2 separate regions of the Anser cygnoides genome follow, and region 1 is linked to region 2. A link is a contact called in public Hi-C data. All regions are on one chromosome and are shown on one strand. Each heading gives the region's core, a stretch centred on a gene start, on an enhancer-like site or on the middle of the called end of the contact. The rest is flanking DNA. Distances are from core to core; before and after follow the strand shown.

Region 1 (4,799 bases), core at 128-2,627, 140 kb after region 2:
ACAAAATCCCTCATGTTTAGCCTCAGACCCAGCCGGTCCGGGTGCTGTCAGGAGATGAAATCACGCTGCAGACACACTCAGCCGAGGGGAGGGGATGCTTCAAACCGCCCGGCACAGGCGAGACTAAAGGTATGCCAGTTTATTCACCCTGCGTGGCCTGTTCCTGCCAGACACCCTACGCACACACCTCCCCACGCGGCCACACGTGCTTTGGGGAAGCGAGCCGGCCCTTATCCTGCAGGCACTTCACCTTTAGCTGCGGTGGTGCCGGGGGTAACGTGAGCCCCGGGCGCCTTTTGCCAGCGGCCCCGGGAGCGGCGAGCAGGATTACTCACACGAGTAAAGTTACTCATGTGACGCGTTTCCAGGAGCGGAGCTTAAATTCCTCACACCTCTGAAGTTACCTGACGGATACCCCACGGGCAGATACCACCACCATGCGCCGGCTGCTCGGGCCGCCGCCGCGGCGCGCTGCGTTTCACACACCTGCCAGAACAGTCCAACAGCCACCGCCGCTATCGCGCTTTACATAACGCCGCGTTTTCGGCACTGTTTCTTGAAATGCCCTGTGCAGGTGTCAGCCTGTTTAAAGGGTACAATATGTGTGCTCGCCTTGCATTCCTGTTCAATGTGTAAATCGTTACCTCTTGGAAAGTATCGCCTTCTCGCTTCTGACATTTATGCAGAACAGTGAAGTCTATTTTGCCAGCTATGACTTCAGTGCCGCTCTCAATAACTTTAAAGATCAACCATAACAAAACAAAAAGGCTTCTGAATTTTATTGGCACGTGCTGCCACAAGAAATACAAAATATGTGCAGCTGTCACCACTGATACTTTAATACTTTTTTTAAAAAGAAAAGGAGAAAGGAAATCTAAGAGAATAAAAGAGCAGTCACAGCCCACAAATCTGCTCTGACCTGTAGGGCCACGTTAAAACAGCTGAATGATTAAAAAAATAGTCTTGTCTGAAACGTGGAAAGCAAGGTAAGCTCAGCCCTCAGCAGGGCACCTTCCGCGGGCGTCATTTACAAACCCAGTCAGCCCGGGCCGAAGGGGTTAATGTCAGACGCACGTTATACCCAGTGATGCCTTAAATAATCATCACATGGCTCCTGTAATCTGTTCCATGCTGTCAGCACTGGGTTAGTCATAATAATATCAGATAAGAGCTGTTCAAAGTGACATACTAACCAACATGAGAGCCACATGACTTTCTGGCTACGCCGCTGCCCTTCACCTGAACTTTGGCTTAGATAGCTTTACCCCGGGACAGCGCGTGCGGCTGTTACGGGGCGCTTGCCTGGAGCTGCCAGGGGTCCCCTCGGGTTTTTTTTTTAACACCAGCCAGCCCCTGGGGTGAAGGAAACACTTCTGCTGGCGGGGGCATTCGGGGTGACTCTTGATTTTTGTTCAGCATTTGCTGCCAGGCCCTGCTCGGTGGGCATGTGGGAGTTAGGCCGGGCAAGGCCGGCGAGTGAGGAGAGGGGCGAGGGGCGAAGAGGCCGCTGGCCGTGGGGCACCCTGAGGGGCATGAAACCGGGGCCGAGCACAAGGACTGCAAAGCCTTTCAGCAGCGAGAGCAAACACTGGGCCGGAGAGAAAGCACGGGGTCAAAAGGAGGGATGATTAAAAGGGAAACAGAGAAACGGGTGTGTGAAATCAAAACTTAAAAAAAAGGAGACAGAGATGGTTGGTATGTGCACTGAAAGACAGCAAAAGAGTGAAAGCATAAGAAAAAACAAGAGCTCCAACCACAGATCTCTGAACCCTCTCACGAAGTGCCTTATAGCCATTTCCAGAGACAGGGATCCATCTCCTTCGTCTGCTGTGCCCAGAGGCCAGGCCGGCTGAGGGGGAGCCAACACAACCTCGTGGAACAGCCCTCTGCTGTTTCAGACTGCGATTTTTTAGACAAGGGACCGGTCTGCTTAATTTGTGGGTGCAAAGTTTCACACGCAGTGGTGCCCTGGGGTGGCAGGATGTTAAAAAACAAACAAAAAACCCCAAATAATTAATAACACCAAACAAAGCCCAGCAACTGGCCATGAACTAACTGGGAAAATGGTAAAAATGTCCTGCTCAAACATGAGGTGAAGGGAAATCTGTTGCAGAGCTCCAGTAGATGTGAAGGCATCCTTCTTGACAGGGATGCATCCTTCCTGAGCTGCAGCAGGACAAGACCGCGAGGGGGACAGCGGGACCGCCAAGGAACAAGGAGAGCTGTGCAAGGTATTGCAGGGTATCAGCTTGGGCAGAGGGCAGGGAGAGGAAAAGGAAATGTAGAAAGGGACTGCTGTGTGAAGGAAGGGGGTTAAAGGGAAAAAAGTAAAACAAGCAAATCAAGGCAAAAAAAAATACAAAAGAGAAAGACAGCATTAGAAAGAATTTAAAAGAAAATGGAAAAAACAATGACAAAAAATATTTAGCTTTTTACTCCTGAATTACTTCTGTCCTTATGAACTGCAGCACACTCCACGTCTACCTTCTAAAACAGCACATTTTGCACCCTCAGGAAGAGATTTGGATTTTGAGTCTCGTTACGTGCCCAGCTAACGTTCATCTCTGCAATGTCGAACTGCCATTCTGCACCGAACACGTCCCTGTATTAGCCCCCCGTTAAGCCAAAAAGGACAGGGTCAGACAAGCTGGGTGCAGCTAGGGCATTCACAGCGGAAGGGAGAGAAGGGGCAAGTGTTTGGTGCTCGTCTGCCGCCGGCCAGCTGGGACCGGCTGCCCAGCCTGCTCACCCAGAGCTGGCCTGAAGACGCTGGAGAGGCTCCTGCCGCCTTCAGGGGATGGCTCAGGCTCTGGTGTGCCAAGAACGATAATCTGTTTCTCACAAAGATGTTCCTTCTCCGGCACTTGCAGGTCTCTTGGGTATTATATTAATACCTGCTCTGGGTATCGCACTAAACTCAGAGAGGAAAGGAGTGAACACACCAAGACTGACATAAAGAAGCTGGGTTGCCTGCAGACAGTGGATGTAAATAAATGCCTCTTGGCTCAATTAAAACTTGAATCACTCTATGGAAGGATCCGTATCCTTCCCTGTACTGCATAGGGAAACGAAAACAACTATGTTCTTGAGTCCTTAATTTAAGTGGGATAAATCTTGGAGCATAAATTTGGTTCATAAAATTGGATAGCCTACGTTCCTGCATTGTTCTTGTGAAGAATTACCTCTAGTATATAACTTGGATATGGTGGGAAGACTACCTAGTGTCATCTCAGCATCCAGCACCCTATTTTCCTACCTAACTGCAGTATGAGAGTATTTTCTCTTCTACTGACCCTTGTCAAAACCGGCATTATGTAACAGTTAGATGGATGGAAACCACTCCCTGCTTTTTTAAGACCTCTAGCCCTAGACAGGGCTCTAGAATGCACTCACATCTTCCTCTATGAGTTGCTGAAGGTATGATGTTAGCCCTCTTCTCTTACTGAGCTGTGCAGAATTTTGTTCCAAACTATGCCATTTATTATTCATTATTATTTAATGGGACCAAAGAATGCAATACGTGTAACCAAGAAATATGCCAAGTAATGTTCTTTCCTTTAATGGCTGGATCAAAGGGAAGTTTATGAGGCTGGTGCTGGCTCAGCCAGTAGTGGCATTTGCCCCAGATCCTCCGCGTCAGAGTCGAGCTCTACTGCAGCGCACCTTGCTAAAGCACACTGTTTTAAAATCTGGGACCAAAAGGTGTGTCAGGCATCTGAAGTTCACTTGCCTTCATGAGCTGTTTTTCCCTTTCCAAATAAATGCTTTTGGAAGACATTCCTCTAAGCCAACTTGCAGTAAGTGCTTAACATAGCATCTTGGGTACTCAAAAAGCAAACAGTCCTTGGAGACCACTCTTCCTTCTCACGCTGTAAATGCAGGCACTGGGTGATGGAAAGGCTCTGAGACGTGCCAGAAAAGGGACGATTTTCTGATTTCTCTCCTTTCTCCTTCAGTCACCAGCTGCTTTATCAACAACCAGATCCCACCCACCCCCTCCTCCCCGTAAGATTTGTAAACGTCTCTGGAAAAGTTGTAAAACTAGCTCTAGCAAGATACGCATTCACACTAATGCTGAAGACTCAACTGTGATAATTTAGCAGATCATTAATCCCACTCTCTAAAGGAGCCTGTAAAGCAGAACTAAATATGCAAATCCTCTTGTGCTTTAAACTTGCATCTGTCTGTCCGTCCATCCAACTATCTATCTATTGTGCCGGAATTCTCCTAAGATCATACTGTATTCTAATCCACTAATGTAGCTCAACTGGAGCATACAAGATTAAATTAGAAAAAAAAAAAAAAAAGATGTAAAAATAACGTGAAGTCTCAGGCTACCAGAGGCCTCCGTACCGTGGGTAATCTTACAGACAATGATCTCCACCACACGTGCAGAAAGAGGGTGCGCGCAGCATGGGGGGGTTCGTAAATTAGCCTTTTATCACCACGCACTGACATTCAAGCACCGATTACTGTAAGTCGCAAGTGCAAATGAGGTGGGTGGCCTCTTTCTAGTCCACTTCACTGCACTGCAACACAATCTGGCGTGACCTCCAATTCCTATTCAGGACAGTGAATGCTGTGGTACCAGGGGGTTTGGGTATGCTGGCATGGCTGCAGGTGGCATGCTTGTGCAGTAACTACCCGCACTGTGCCTGGGGCTAGACATTTTGCTCACATGAGCAATAAACTCTCTCAATCAAATGTAACTAAATGTATGATTTACTATTTGCAGCTATTCTAGCATGGAACTATTCCTGCTTTAACTCAGATTCTTTTTTTTCCTTTTTTTTTTTCTG
Region 2 (5,484 bases), core at 1,296-3,795:
TGTACAGTAAGTTTACCTCTTTGACAAATGATTATTTTACCACATACTCAGTTAGGCAACTTTTACTACTGCAGATGAACAAAGACAATAAAGCCACAGAGAATACTCATCTCTCTTTTTCATGTTCCCCCTTTTCTTGGATCTATTCATCTATTCTCCATGTTGTCTTTCAGGTGAAAAAGGGGGGGGGGGGGAACAAAAAACAAACAACAACAAAAAAAAACCATTTCAGGACTAGTGTGAGTTAATCCAGTTTGCCAAGATCAGGATCATCAGATTTTCTTCTGCGTGATAATAAGGTCTTTGCTTTACAGACACCTGTCTCTCTACTAACCTGATCCATGAAGCTGAGGCATACACTACTTAAAAGTAAATTAACTACATTGTTAACTAACCTGATCCTACAACTCTTGCCTATGGGAAAGGTTCTTAGTTCATTGAAACCAATTAACTGTTAAACCACTTCTGAATGCAAAGGCCTATACACAGCTTTATAGAACTAGGTAAATAGTGAAAATATATACAAATCTTTACCTCAATAAGAAACAGAAACCTGAATACTTTAAAGAGGTCCTCTGCAGGAAAATAAATAAATAAAATAAAAATCATAAATATTGCTTGTACTTTGCACAATATAGTCTCAACATAGTCTCTTTTAAAGCCAAATGATTCACAAGGCTAAACAACTAAAGTTCTCTGAAGATTATCGAATATGGAAATCATAGTGCACTCCATTAATTACCCTCTCTGAGGAAAAGAAGGGTGAAATCTGTTATAGAGTCAGACCACAAGACAGAAAGTCCCAGGCATCCATTATATAATTTACTCCTGACATAGCACATTAAAATCTGAGAAAGGAAGACCATTTTACTGTAAAGTCAGCAAAATGCCACAGAACTAAAAATCTGCTGCCTGCATACCACTAACCATATCTACAGTGAATAACTACTCCAACAAACGCGTTGGTATTAAAGCCATAAGAATTTTACAGGCTTGTGTGCTTTCACTTCAGCCTTACATTTCAGTTGTTCCAGCATGAGTTTTACACTCTGAAATTTGGTAAAACATCAGACCTCTTATTTACACCTTCATGCATTTTCAGCCTGTGACCTGGTACTCCAAAGGCACGCCTGTTGAATGAACATGCCCTCCTGCTACCCCATTGCTGAATATGTTTGCCAAGGAGGGGAGCAAACATTCTGGGCAAGAGTTTCCAGGACATGGCAGGTAGTGAGTCTGTGACCTCAGGCACAGAGGGAAGGATGCTGCCTGACCTGTGCTGTCCCACAGGAGGCCTGGGGAGCAGTGAGGCTTACAGGCTGAACCGCCATTCCTTCCTCCTCCAGGATTTTAGGAGTAAGCAATTTCTAAACCCCAGCACTGCTGCTTCAGCCAGCAAACAGAGAGTCAAAACCAATGTCCTGCCCATTCCCTCTTCTAGGCAGGACAGCGAGGTAAATCAGGCTGATTTTTCCCCACATGCACATCAGGCAAACTTCGAATTCCACATTTGTGGTTGATTTCAATGAGAGATTAGTCACCTTTTTGGTTATGGTCCGTGGTGTAAAAGCCCTAATGCCCAAAGATGGGGTCACAAAAGGTGATGATCTGCACTGTCCTCTTGCAGAGTCCAAGTCAAGGTCCACCTCTGTGTCAGAAATGGAAACACAGTTTGGCTCCCTGTGTGCAATTAATTCATTTCTGCAGTGACATCTGGTGAGCAGCAGTGGAATGGATTTAATGATTTTTGCCACCTTTATAAACTGTCCGAGAACGTGCTGGGTGCTTTGGTCACCCCTTGAGCTTTTGGACTCACCACCTTTGCTGGTCTAAGGCTGTATTTCTGCCCCCTCTTGGTTGGCTGCACAGCATGGATCAGCTCAAACAGACTGCATTCAGCTGGGTATTTCCTTAATTCACTTCTCCATGCAAGCTCTGATTTTAGTAAAATTACAAAGAAATAAGAAAGCTACCACATGGTTCGCCCACCAGGACAGCACACGTTCTCCTCGTATTTCAAAGCCAGTGATTCATTTCTGTGCTAAGGTTCACACTGAAGCGTCGGTACCTGACAACTGGGCAGCTCAAAGTTCAAAGACCAAAATGCTACCGTGTCCGGGTCTGTTTTGAAAACAAATGCAGTACAGTAATGGGGACAGTATATCCTAAGACAACAAAGAGGATATTTGTTTTCAGCATGCTATTTGCTGAGCGAGGTTTTATCCAAATCCATTAAAGAGCACAGCTAACAGCACTGCTGTGGCTATGAACACCCTTGCACAATTGTACTTCATTATGTGTTACCCCTGAGAGGCCTCAGTAGACTAAACAAGTATGGCTATACTGAGGGATGAAAGGATCAGAGATCAATTTATAGGAAAAACAAACTCTCCTCATATCTCCTCTCTTCTCAGAAGCAGGTGATTAGCTGCTGCATAAGGCACTTCAGCTGGGAAGCCAGCTAACATCAGCATTATGGTTTACATCCCACTTAGTGCGTCCCACAGATCGTAATCTCAGCAACTGAAATTCGTGATTTCACAGCAGCAGAAAAGCCTCCCCTTGCTTCTGACTGGTGGCAAAAATGTTTCTGGTTACAGTGTTGTCTCTTCAGTGTCATCTGTCGCAGAGAGGCATGGTTTGCAAAAGCAAAAGACCTCCTTAGCTCAGGCATCTACCCAACAACCTCCTAAAGTCTAAATTGGTTTTTGTATAGCTTTCTTCTGCTTACTATTAGTAGAAAGAAAAGTCTGTATGTTCAGAGTAATACAGGTGCTGGATGGCTCAGAACTGACTTCTTGTTCTCATGCAAAGGAAAAAACCTTAAACATTTATCAAGAACTTGGAGACTTTCCTGCTTTTGGAAGAGTTCAGTTTCTTAATATGCTCTTCAACAGACACTGTTTCTTGGGAGATAATTTCCTTGTTGTCTATCTAAACAAATTAATCTTTTCTGTTTCTACAAGATACCTTTTTTTTTTTTAACTTTTAAATTAAAGAATCGGCCTTGTGAAAAAAGGAAAGAAGAGAGAGGAAATGGAGAAATGCCAAATGCTAGTAAAGCATCTATCTGCAGTACTGTTTGCCAACAATAAAGGCGTATTTTACTTAAGCATTTCTAGAGAACATGATTTTTGAAATATCCTTTTACAGCACGATCTACAGTGAAAGTCTTCTGAATTTACTGCCCACATATTTATTTATTTATTTATTCAGTACTCTTTCTACCTGAAATTCTTAAAAGCAGCTGAGTAACAAACTATGAAGGTTGTTCACATTAACAGCATACATAAAAATTCTTGAATGGATACTTTCAAGAGGTGTGTTCAATTTAGCAGGTTATGTTTAGCGTGAAAAAGGCATGGCCTATGTTACAAACCAGAGCATTGCTTGTGTCATCTCCCCTTCGAAGACTACACCATGAAAGTATAAGAAAGCTATATGTTCAGAATAAATGAGGTTTTCCCTTGGTAATAATCAAGGCCAATCAGAATGTATCCTATGGTCTTTTGATTTCTGGAAGTTGCCCAAGAAAATAATTACATACAATGGTTCAAAGTGCATTACCAAAGAATCAGAGAAGCTTTATCAAAACCTGTTGAAGATATTTGCAAGAGGCTTGAAATCTTAGTGCTAACCTTCATTCAAATCTTAAAACAGAGTCGGCATTGATTGGTATTGGAAATTGAAGTGAACTTTGGGACTTCTCCATTTGTCCACTTCTATATGTGGGTAGATTCACAACGACTGAAAGGTTAAAAGTCGTGGTGTTGCTGGTGTATTCCATGAGCATGACACATTGTGGTGACTGACCTACTTCCATGCTCTTGTGAATATGAATGAAGCATTCTCAAATCCTTAAAAGGCTGCCAAACATATCTGTGACAAGACACCTTTCATTCTGTGCCAGGACAACAACCTTGATCCTCAGATCTCATAAAACAGCCTCCAAGACTTTTTATATGCCAGATATCTACATATCCATTAATCAATTTAGTCCTGTTTCAACCATTGTGTTTTATCAACAATATTTTTTATTTAAAATATTTAAATAATGTCTGGAAATAACAGCAATGATTTTTGAGAGGTTACAAAAAATGGAGGAGTATTAGATAGATTGCAGTGTTTTCCTCTACATAAATGCTCTATAATAAATGAATGTTAGTACTTTAAAACATGGTTATTCAGAAACAATCACTAGGAAAACATGTTAAGATCAGCAGCTCTCTTATATCTATATCCTATAGTTGCCCTTTGAAATCATTCCTCATGAGAAGCTATTATGCTGCAGAAACCTTCCTGAAAGCTGCTCCCACACGAGACCAAAAGCTAAATATGTTGTGTAATACAACAGTGCAATTACAACAGTGAAAAACAAACAGAGACTCCAGCACTCTCCAGTGTATCACAGACCCAGTGCTCTTTGTTCTGTGTCATGGTCAGTTACTTGTTGCTGGCATTTCTTGACCTCTTCCTGTTTTCAAGGGAAATATGCTTGCAAAACCAACAAACAACCCTGCATGGGATAACCCCACAGCAAAGGTTCACCACAGCTACAGCCAACATGTCATTCATGTAGGCTGCCCAGCAAACAGTTGCTCCAGTCTGCCTTTTAATGTCCAATTCTACCCCAGAACCAAGGGAACTTTCTGAAGCTACCGTCTTTGTCAATTTTTTTTTTTGAAACCCTCTACATGGGAAAATGGTCTCAATGTGGGGGGACTTTTCACATCAGAATTACTGCACTAAAATGCTTTAAAAGCTTTTTCGAGTCAATGACTTCTACCAGGCTTCATTTTGGTTTGTTGTCTGCTGAAAATATAAAAAGTAGAAATATATATTTTTAGTCAAAAAAGGAACTAATTGGCTCCTTTAATGCAAAATCAAACACCTTTTATAATTGGTTTATGTACACATAAAAGTTCCCTGCTAGCTGTGCCAGTGAAGCCTGTGTTTTATCTGCATCATCTGCTTCTTTTGAGATCAGAGGATTTCTGACTCAAACCATATACCCTCTTTCTCAGTATCTCTCTGTACGTATATTACTATTTCCTCTTTCATATAATCTAACAATCTTCTAAAGATGTTATAATTGTACCTTAAGCATCTACATTATCTGAGTGGAAAAACCCTGTAAAAAGATGGGGGAGGGTAGAAATATTTTATTTCAAGACCACATTTCACACGTTTAGTTCCTTTGTATCTCTGAAGGTTTCTTCTCTCACTCCTTCATATATGGACACGTCGGTCCATTTATTCCTTCTGAAATAACACAGTGGGTTTCTATTATTGTAGCATCTAAGCACTTAAGACTATTTATTCTCGAACACCATTACGAGGAAAGAAAGCCTTATTATGTATAATGCATGAATAAACTCTGGAGAATGAATTGTGTATGTTCTGCCAATCTCATTCTATATAATCCATGTTGTAAATTTGCTAGATGTACACCCTCATACTTTCTTTCTTAGGATTGACAACTTA

What was found. A called contact is a pair of places that touch in the nucleus more often than the background predicts.
Region 1: a Hi-C map of liver shows a contact between it and region 2, with 1.8 times the contacts expected there. The contact joins two enhancer-like sites. A contact is called at or near these places in 2 of 7 Hi-C or Micro-C datasets (both in liver).

What each region holds. Positions count from the first base shown.
Region 1 is chr4:18,716,029-18,720,827 of Taihu_goose_T2T_genome, forward strand. All of the region lies in intron 1 of PPARGC1A (PPARG coactivator 1 alpha), which reads right to left. Among named protein-coding and RNA genes, the nearest start is that of PPARGC1A, 270 kb to the right of the region's middle. Within about 2 kb of position 1,378, at least 2 of the 3 cell types and tissues checked have open chromatin away from gene starts, as enhancers often do. A contact at or near this core is called in liver, where this site is marked.
Region 2 is chr4:18,570,041-18,575,524 of Taihu_goose_T2T_genome, forward strand. No RefSeq gene overlaps it. Among named protein-coding and RNA genes, the nearest start is that of ADGRA3, 270 kb to the left of the region's middle. Within about 2 kb of position 2,546, at least 2 of the 3 cell types and tissues checked have open chromatin away from gene starts, as enhancers often do. A contact at or near this core is called in liver, where this site is marked.